2 separate regions of the Mus musculus genome follow, and region 2 is linked to region 1. A link is a contact called in public promoter capture Hi-C data. All regions are on one chromosome and are shown on one strand. Each heading gives the region's core, a stretch centred on a gene start, on an enhancer-like site or on the middle of the called end of the contact. The rest is flanking DNA. Distances are from core to core; before and after follow the strand shown.

Evidence for each region. Promoter capture Hi-C pulls out the DNA fragments that hold promoters and counts their contacts.
Region 2: a promoter capture Hi-C map of hippocampal neurons shows a contact between it and region 1, with 6 times the contacts expected there. The contact joins the enhancer-like site here to the promoter of Dph6 in region 1. A contact is called at or near these places in 11 of 39 promoter capture datasets (the 3T3-L1 cell line, 3T3-L1-derived adipocytes, the C10 cell line and 7 more) and 4 of 115 datasets of contacts at active chromatin or transcription factors (embryonic limb bud, embryonic stem cells, large pre-B cells and 1 more).

Annotation. Positions count from the first base shown.
Region 1 is chr2:114,652,362-114,657,272 of GRCm38.p6, reverse strand. It overlaps Dph6 (diphthamine biosynthesis 6), which reads left to right and starts at 2,309. Exons shown (of 9, transcript NM_025675.5): 1 at 2,309-2,442. The coding sequence starts at 2,420.
Region 2 is chr2:115,691,286-115,696,334 of GRCm38.p6, reverse strand. The region is part of intron 10 of BC052040 (cDNA sequence BC052040); the gene reads right to left. Among named protein-coding and RNA genes, the nearest start is that of Mir1951, 55 kb to the right of the region's middle. Within about 2 kb of position 1,709, at least 6 of the 459 cell types and tissues checked have an H3K27ac peak or open chromatin away from gene starts, as enhancers often do. A contact at or near this core is called in hippocampal neurons, where this site is marked.

The DNA.
Region 1 (4,911 bases), core at 1,060-3,559:
CTGTTTCTCCTGTCCTTATCTTTCAAGTCCTATACTACTCTAACTACCCATCAGTTCAATGGACTCAACTCCCAATGATCTTGTCATATGTATTACATAAATTGTTACTTTCAAAATTTCATAGGCTGAAAAGCATATGATTCATAATGTATAATTTGAATGCTTTATCTCTAACCAGACACCAACATCTCAAATACTTAATTGATTTGGTAAATAATTATAATCACAGATTATTTTTTGCACACACGATTATAATACTGATACTCATAGCAAATTATCAATGCCATGATGACGCATACCAACTATTTGGAGCCATTGAAAGCACTTGTAGTATGGCAAGACGGATTGCTAATGTGTATCCCACACAATGTGAGGTGTCTCACACATCCTACCTTTAGTTCATGATATTGTTCTCATTTCTCATGGCTTTCTTTAGTAACCCATATCTGTCTATTCAACTATATTGACTGTTTTAAAAATACTAATTCTTTTCATGTTTTGCCAAATCCATCATCTTGTTTTTAGATCACATCACATCATCTCTCCTGGAACATTAAAATAGATTTCTTCCCTAATAGATGTTTTCAACATTGCAGTGTTATAAGAACCTGTTGTCCTTATAAAACCTTCAACCATACCTGTGCTATAAAGTCTGAGATGGCCTACACCACCTTGGATGATCTTCTCTCTCCACCACCCAGACTTCATCTTCCATCATGCATTCTGGTTACTCTTCTCCAGTTACCTGTTCTTTTGTCATCAAACCTTCAGTTCAAAACCTGTGCCCAATTCATGTCCTGCCAGCAGTCTTTAATTAAAATACAATTTTAAAAGCCAGGTGAAGGGCTGGAGAGATGGCTTAGCGGTAAAGAGCACTGACTGCTCTTCCAGAGGTCCTGAGTTCAATTCCCAGCAACCACATGGTGGCTCACAACCATCTGTAGTGGGCATCCAATGCTGTCTAAGGCTGTGTCTAAAGGCAGTGACAGTGTATCCCACATGTATGAAATAAATATGGCCAGAACCAGCAGGCTGGAAAAAAAAAAGCCAGGTGAAAGTAGAAATCAGAAAGGGAGATTTATTCAACATGGATACATTGGGAAGACGGATTTTGGGAGTTTGGGCATTCACTGGAGATATATATATGTATATATATACATATATATATATATATATATATATATATACACACACACACACATATACACACACACACACACACATATATATATATATATATATATATATATATATATGTATTACATGTATATAATGTGTATATACATAGGCAGTGGTGGCGCACACCTTTAATCCCAGCACTCAGGAGGCAGAGGCAAGTGGATTTCTGAGTTCTAGGCCAGCCTGGTCTACAGAGTGAGTTCCAGGACAGCCAGGGCTACACATAGAAAACCTGTCTCAAAAAAAAAAAAAAAAAAAAATATATATATATATATATATATATATATATATATATACATTCTTTACATATGAATAATATTCAAAGATGTATATGTTTAAGTTAGTTTAACTCACCAATAATGCCACGTGTACCCTCTATTTCTGCATTTTTTTTCTGTCTCTCTCTTTCTCTCTCTTTTGGTACAGTATTTTTCACTTTAACATACAATTCTCTTTTTAAATTCTCTTCTTCCTACACCTCTACACAAACTCCTTGTTCATGGATGTAGGTAGGCATGGTGGTCTATATCGTACACCAGTTGATCCCAGGAGCTCCAAAGAGTGCTTAGTACATTCAAATAACTAAGTACTGGCAAACGTATTTTAAATTAGATTTTCGTTTTGCTTTCTGGAGTGCAAGTTTTTCAGTTTCTGTATTGGGAAAATGCAAAAACACAGTATAGGAGGCGGAGGTCATGTAGCCTCACTGGTTCAATGGGCAGAGATGCAAACCTCGAAGTTAAAAGTGATCAGGGGTTAGTGGGTTTTTTTTTTTGGAGGGGGGGTAGGAAGGGCGAAAAGATTTCTTTCTTGTAGTTGACGAAGAGAGGAGAGAGACTAAATCCCCTTTCCAAGGTAGTGTTTCAAATCTTAGAACTTGTGACTTTGAATTTACTACCCAGACAATCCCAGCACCCTCAAGCGGTTTACCAAGGACCATGCCCTTCCCTTGGCAGCTTCACTGCCCTTACTTAGGTGGTTAGGCTGTGCCTAAACTTTTTTCTTTTTGTAAATTCTGAGCCATATATCCATGTATCAGGGAACAGATGCTGAGACTACCTAGCCTCTACACCCGGGTGTTCAGCAAGGTGCTGAAGGGGCAGTAGGCATGGTCGAGGGCAGGCAGCGCAGCAGACACCAGGTCGAGGACCGCGCGTGTAGGTCCAGTCGCCGCGGGATCCCGGGCCTGGCGTCTGTGGTTACCGCACGCACGCACGTACGCACGCACACTGCGCCCAGAATGAGGGTCGCGGCCCTGATCAGGTAATGAGGACTGGGGCCATCGCTTTACTCTTGGGCAAGGCTATATCCTGACGCGGCCACTGTAGAAACATCCGGAGCCACTTCTTGGGGCGCCGCGTGGGCCGGCCGGCGCCACGGCCACCGGAAGAGGCGGGGCGATCTGCTCGGGCTCCCTGGCCCCACGCGCCTCCTCTCTGGCAGCTTGGCAAAGCTAAACAGCACTAATTCCTGGGTCCTCCTCCTCCTCCGTGGGCGCATGGTCACCACGCCTGTTGGACTTTTATTTGCTCTGAACTTTGAGAGCCGCTGTTAACTTCACTTACTTGTTAGCAGTTTTTGTCCTCTATAATTCTCCTCAGTCTTGATCCTTTCCAGGAAGGAGGATTGCAACCTCACTCTCTTCTCACATCTCTGGCTTGCCGGGAGAGCTGTAGGATCCCCTAGATGGTTTGAGATTGCTTTGCTCCTATGTTGTCAGACACCTCCGTTGGAACTCAAGCTACTGACAGATGTATTTCCTCCTGGTTGAGTTGAAAATAAGCTAGGTTTTTCTAGATGCTCTGGAGTGCGTTGGATACAAATTTGCCTTACTGACCCTGGGCAACCCAAGTCATATTCCAAAAGTAGTTTGAAATCTAGTAACTTACTTAAAAGCCCAGATACTATAGCTGATAAGCAGAGCTATCCTTGATCTGTTTCAGTGCCTGGCAGTGATAAGGGGCATAGCAATATTAGTTTAAGACCCTTAAGTGTATTGTTTCTTGAGATTTAGACCTCAAAAAAGTGTGAATTCCACTTTATTGCTACAGTCTCTTTTTGTTAGCCTAGTGAAGCACACGTACACATTTGTTGTTAATGCCCTAGGTAACTGATGCTAGTTGACAGTGGGTGACAGTCTAGGTAAGCCAGTTTCTCTAGTGGCAGGAAAATGCCAGATCTGTTGATTCTGTGCCATTTTAAGGAAATGAAAACCCACCATAATTTAATAAATTTTACACATAAAGGGAATAAAACTTTAACCATCACGATTATTTGGTGAAGAGAGATAAAAATTAAATGTGAGCCAGGAAGGCAGCCATGGAACTTAGTTTACCGAAGCTCAGCAGGGTAGTAAAACATGTGAAACTGGAGAGAAGAAAGTCTCAGTGGAGTGTGTTCCTCAAAACACTCAGTGGATAGGAATTTAGAGGTGCTGTTTGAGAAATTATACAATTAAAAGCTGTATATTAGGAAATAAGAATGCACAAAATAAATATACATGTACTGTGTATGATTGTGTATAACATGGCCATATATTTAAGCTTCAGTTTGATAAATCTGTGTGCATTGTGTACCCACATGCATGTATTTGAATTTGTGTGTACAACAGTTGATAGGGTATGAATGTATTTCCAGGACAAAATGAAACACATTCTTTTATATCACTAAGTCAAAGACTAAAAAAAACTCAAAAAAAAAAAAAAAAAAAAAGATGTCCTGTTGAATGGAAGCTTGTAGATTATCTAGGCAGGCTATTTTAAATTTATTCTGAAGCATAGAAACCCAAATATATTGTGATTGCATTGTCTGCCTTTGGAATCTTCTGCCCGATCTGGGCTGCATTGTCTAGTCTCAAGAAGAAGCACCTAATCTTATTGCAACTTGATATGCCAAGGCTGGTTGGTCCTTAGGAGGCCTCCCCTTTTCTGCAAAGAAGGGGTGGTATGGTGGATGGAGCTACATGAGAGGGAGGTACTCATAGGAGAGGAGCGAGGAGAGGTGGCATCAGGATGCAAAGGAAATGAATAACATCATCATAATAATTAACAGTAAAAAATTCTTTGTTCCTGAATGCTTTTTGTTCTTTGAGTACTCTGTGTTCTGTAGAACACAGCTTGAGAAATACTTTGAAAGGATATTTAAAGAGTTGACATATTTTAAACCATAAAGTTAGGAGGTGATTATGGATGTTCACCCTTGAATCTCTAACGTATTTCTAGAGCATTTGTTTATTTGTTTTGGGGGGAACATAGTAATAGGATCCAATAGAGAAAGTTATGAAGACCTACTTTGGCGCATATCTGAAAAGATGAGGCCTGGGATTTATTTATTTATTTATTTATTTATTTACCTGACTGTCTTAGTCAGGGTTTCTATTCCTGCACAAACGTCATGACCAAGAAACAAGTTGGGGAGGAAAGGGTTTATTCAGCTTACATTTCCATACTGCTGTTCATCACCAAGGAAGTCAGGACTGGAACTCAAGCAGGCCAGAAAGCAGGAGCTGATGCAGAGGCCATTGACGGATGTTCTTTACTGGCTTGCTTCCCCTGGCTTGCTCAGCCTGCTCTCTTATAGAACCCAAGACTATCAGCCCAGAGATGGTCCCACACACAAGGGGCCTTTCCCCCTTTAATCACTAATTGAGAAAATGCCTTACAGCTGGATCTCATGGAGGCATTTCCTCAACTGAAGCTCCTTTCTCTGTGATAACTCCAGCTGTGTCAAGTT
Region 2 (5,049 bases), core at 460-2,959, 1.0 Mb before region 1:
TTCTGGATATAAGGGTACAATGATAGTTTTTTACACTGACTCTACAGATTCATATTAAATATAGTGCAAGGCTGTTGAGCAAGACAAGAATACCTGGCTCATTTTGTCCATCCACACAGACATGAGTCCTCATGTCCTGTGTGTTGGCAAGATTTTTAGCTTCAGCTTAGTTTACTCATAAGCTAACGAAGTGATCTATCCAGTACTTCTCCCCAAGCCTTCTGTGAAGCTTCATGGTGGAACAAAACGGCATAGGTATAGAATTCATAGGAAGACCCTAAGCCTCATTTGCCAATCACTCAAGGACAGGGGTAGCACTCCTGTGGAATATCCCATTGCCTGTACACATTCGCTGCTTGGAACTAGTGTGTCCTAGTTAAGATTCCATTTGGTGGACTGGAGCAATGGCTCAATAGTTAAGAATACTCACTGCTCTTGCAGAGGATCTAAGTTCGGTTCTCAGCACCCAGGCTGAGCAGTTCCCATCTGACACCTTTGGCTTCTGTGGGCACCACATTCACTTTCACATACCCACACACAAATGCATAATTAAAATTAGAATCAGAGTCAAAGCTAGGTCAGTACTTCAATGCTAGGTACACACTAGCAACACTATCTAAGTTTGCAAGATAAAATAAATTTTCTAGGGTGCAGACCCTATCACAGAAGTGAAATTAGTTCTCCAAAAGTAAATTATTTATCAATATGGACAAAATGTTTTCTTTCCATGTGATTGAGAATACAAAGTGAAGCTTACACCCACTTCAGTCTGATCTCTGTGCCACTAGACTTAGCTACAGAAAAGGTCCCACAGAAGGGTGCACAGAACGGTGTTGGGTGATTGGTGCTAACACTGCTGTGGGTGTCCCTTTCTATTGAGACGCTGTTATCCTCCTCTTACCTGTCTGCATGGTTGGATCACAATGTTTGCATTCTTTGATGGCCCCTCAATCCCTTCTTTGTTGATTTGGTTTAACATAGCATTTCTGAACCCTGCATGACACAGATGAACTCCATCACATGGGTCAGCAGGAAAAGCTAGTGTTTCAACACTTCATTGTTCCCTGATTTGTGAAACTGGTCACTATCTCCCTCAGAACACTCTTCACCATGCTGAAAGATAGGGATCGGACACATAGGTGCGTACCTAAGGAAGTAAAGAATTTCCTAACAGACATGTTTTCTTTCATTTTAATCCTTTGTTTAAACTCCTTTCAATCTTGCAACAACCATGTCTTCATTGCAGAACCTGCTTGAAAGGCTCAAGACAACATTTCTATTTTTTTGCTCAGTTTTGCTTTTAAAGTTATCATTGCAAATCACAAATGATGGCACACTGTGCAAACTCCTTGCTGGGGAAAACCTTGTGATTTATATTCCAGCTGCAGATGAAATGGTTTGGGGACCCTGAGAAAACATTCTCATGAAGGTACTAAGTACACAGAAAACACTTTCCTTGTCTTTATCAAATATTTTGAGGTTGCTGTAGCTAATAACAGTGTCCAGTATTTGTCGAACAATGGGCTGTCAATACCTCCCAAGCAACTCCACTATGAGAGATGGAAAGGCAAATTATTATATTTTACCTTCACAGAGGTCCTCTCCAGCGCATTGGCTAATTATTAGTCGATCTGTCTCTTGTTGCTGATGACTGCTTGTTAGTGTACTGCAGCAGCGCTTTCTGAGGCTGCTGTAATTGAAGGTTTGTGAGAGCTTCTAATGCGGAGGCACAAACTCCAACTTACGACAGATGTGATCAGCCTTGCCTTTAACAAGACTGAAATAACTGGAAATCTGTGACTTGACTAATTGCAGGCTTCCTGAAAGTATCTTAATACAGGAAAAACTTGGGCCATCCTCTGAAACATACCTTCCTTACCTCTCACTGCCTGGCGGCCTTGTTTGAAATGCCTCCTCTCAGGTTATCACCAAGCAGAGAAAGTAATCACTAGACCATTGAACAAATAACTGATCTTTAAAAAGCCCTGAGAGGGAAGAAATGAACTCAAATCAATTTCTGCGGCAGAAGGTATTAGCTTAGCATTGCCTGTAGGAGAGTAGACTCTCTGGAGCCAACCATTCAAAAATCTGACAGATGGAACCTGGCTCTTAATCTCCGTACAAGTACAACAGTGTGATTAAGGTCCTATTTCCTCTGGTGTTCATCTCCACAGCCTTACTGCCAGCACACAAAGGCTTTGGAAGATGTACACCTTGCTGCCATGGAGACTGTCCCTCAGACCCAGTGAAGAGGAATCCATGCCAGGCACATGAGCTTAGAAGAGGCTCTGTTCTTATTCTGGATGCATCCAGTTCACACAATGAGGATTCTACAAGGTCAAAGGAACCCGACCTCTGTCTCCCTACCTCTAGGCCATGCTCTTTGTTGTAAGGACATCAAAATGTGCTCCTTAGGGAGCAAAATACCCCTACCATGGCCGAGCACTGGAATGTACAACCTCAGAGGGCAAGGGTTTGTGGAGATTTGCATGGGGCTTGGCTGTCTACATTGGGTTATGGTCGACACCTTTCCAGGTGAAGTGAGAAGAAGGAGAAGACAGGGTCGTGGGGCACCTACACCCACACTCCTACAGATAGCCTGGACGGGCAAAGAACATGGGGATCTTCACACAAACCTCAACTTGCAAGTCTTTACGCACAGCAGACTTTTTTCTAGCATCTCTAAGGAACCACCAACTGTCTCTACTACAGGGTTTCAAGGCATTCCATTTCAGTTTTCACACCAAAGAAGTCTGAAACGTTGGCATAGGGAAGGACATCATCAATGTAAAGCTGGGTGGGAGAAACCACATCTACAATTTCAGCATTCAAGAAGGTGAGGCAGGGGGATTACCATGAGCTCAAAGCCAGCTTTAGATACTGAGTAGGATCCTGTTTCAACAGAACAAAATAAGACAAACAAAACAAACAAACATAAATATTTAGCTGGGAAACTTTACAAAATGCATTTGCCACGTGGTTACTCTTCATTGCCCAATTTAATAATAATATAAAAAGTTATAATATTTCTCTAAAACAGGGCTGTAAAAGTTTATATATCTATAAAGTCTATAAAAGGGTTTTAGAAATTGAGACACTCCCTACTATCCTGAGGATGACACTCTCAAGAAGAAAAAACTGGACCAATTATGGTTTAATGTCACCATGTCTTATATAATCCTTAACAGTTTATTTCAATTATAGTTGCACATTTAAGTATGAGTATACCTATCGCACAATCATGCAATGAATAACTACCCACTGATTGCCTACTGTATGACAGGCATTCTGCCAATTTCTGAGCATTTAAAGATAGATAAAACAACTAGGTAGCATTAACTCGAAGGAGGTGACAAGCAAACACCAATTATAATGCTTGATAACTGCTGTGGGATCACCAGCAGAACACAAGCAGGAGTGGCTTTGCGGAAGCAATAAGGTTTTCTAAGGAGATGTCAGCCAAGTTGAACGCTGAAGCTAGCTAAAGAGTTGCTATGTTAAAGAAGGTGATTCAAACTGTCTGATGAAGTGATACACAAGAAAAACACAGAGGCAGATTCCTAGCTGTGGACTGCTAGCACATATCAAAGTGCTTTACAGGTACTGAGTAACTGATTTTTAAAATAAGAGAAAAAGAAAAGTATTATTAATTCTGTAGATGGGCAAGCTGTTTCCATATATGAGACCAACGCAACCTGGATTCAAACCTGATATTCCTTTCATCACTTCAAGGATAACTATTATATTGAAAAATTAAATTCAAGCACACAGAACCTCATCATTTCCACCAGCTGGCTTTCATGGTCTTTGCAAAGCTTGCCTATAAAGTGTACTTTTAAAATCAATGCTCCTGATGACAGTGTGCCTGAAGGTACCAAGACCAGCAGAAGGCCTGAACCTATGTGTGAGGTCGCCGCCACCTCCTCTTCCTCCTCCTCATTTATTTATTTTAAATTTATTTATTTATTTTATTTATTTATTTATTTTAATTATATGAGTCTTCATACCAGAAGAAGGCATCAGATCCCATTACAGATGGTTATAAGCCACCATATGGTTGCTGGGAATTGAACTCAGGACCTCTAGAATAGTACTCTTAACCACTGAGACGTTTCTCCAGCCCGCCATGTTCTTCTTGGTCAGCAGTTGTTGGACAATGATCACCATAGCATGCAGGTCCTTCTGTCAAGTTTTTCATTCTCCTGCTCCTTTGATGGGCAGTATGTTAGAATTAAGCACAAAATCTGGCCTTCAACTGCAGAATTGCTTTGCTCTTCTAGCTGCCAAAGCAGACTTAACTGTGTGAGCCACAGTGTTGAAGGACTCACTTCATGACTACAGAAAGAGGAATCAAGGGCCTAGCAGTGTTGGTTTCATATAGAAATGTCTTCTGGCAGCACTCAAGCGTTTGTGGTTATATTGGGGACAAACAAGGCTTCTCTGAGGCTCACTATTTGACTACATAGCGGCAGAGATGGAAGCGTGTTGAGGAATTAGTCAAGGCTCACGTCAAAGTGGGGGTTGGGAAAGCAGCCCATGGTCTTCAGACAGTATCTTCTGTTTTGGAGAAGTGACTGCACTGAGGAATTTAAATCTTCTAAAGGCGAATTAAAGCAAGACAAATTGCTAAAGTTTCATACCAAAGCAATGAGAGAGACATTTCAAAATGATAATATAAAAGGGAATGTGCTTTTCAAGAGTTTTCTAGAACAGATTTTCATCACTTTCTATTCATTCCCGCAACCAGCTCACCTACTCACCCACTTGCTCATTCATGTGGGGCTAAAGCCCTGAGAGGAGACAGAACTGATCAAGGATTTTTCCTTATGAGACTGGGTGATCAAAGACGTGCTTCCAAGAATAGGAAATGAGCTGAGCTCTGGATGTCACATGAAGAAGTTAAGTGGCAATGCCAGCAAAGATACGTCCAGGCAAGAGGATGGGGCAGAGGAAAAAATCTGAACTACAAACAAGGATTCAAGGAAAACCAAGGAAATACATGTGATAGGAATTGTAAAAACAAGATGGGTTATTAGGATAGCGGAGTAT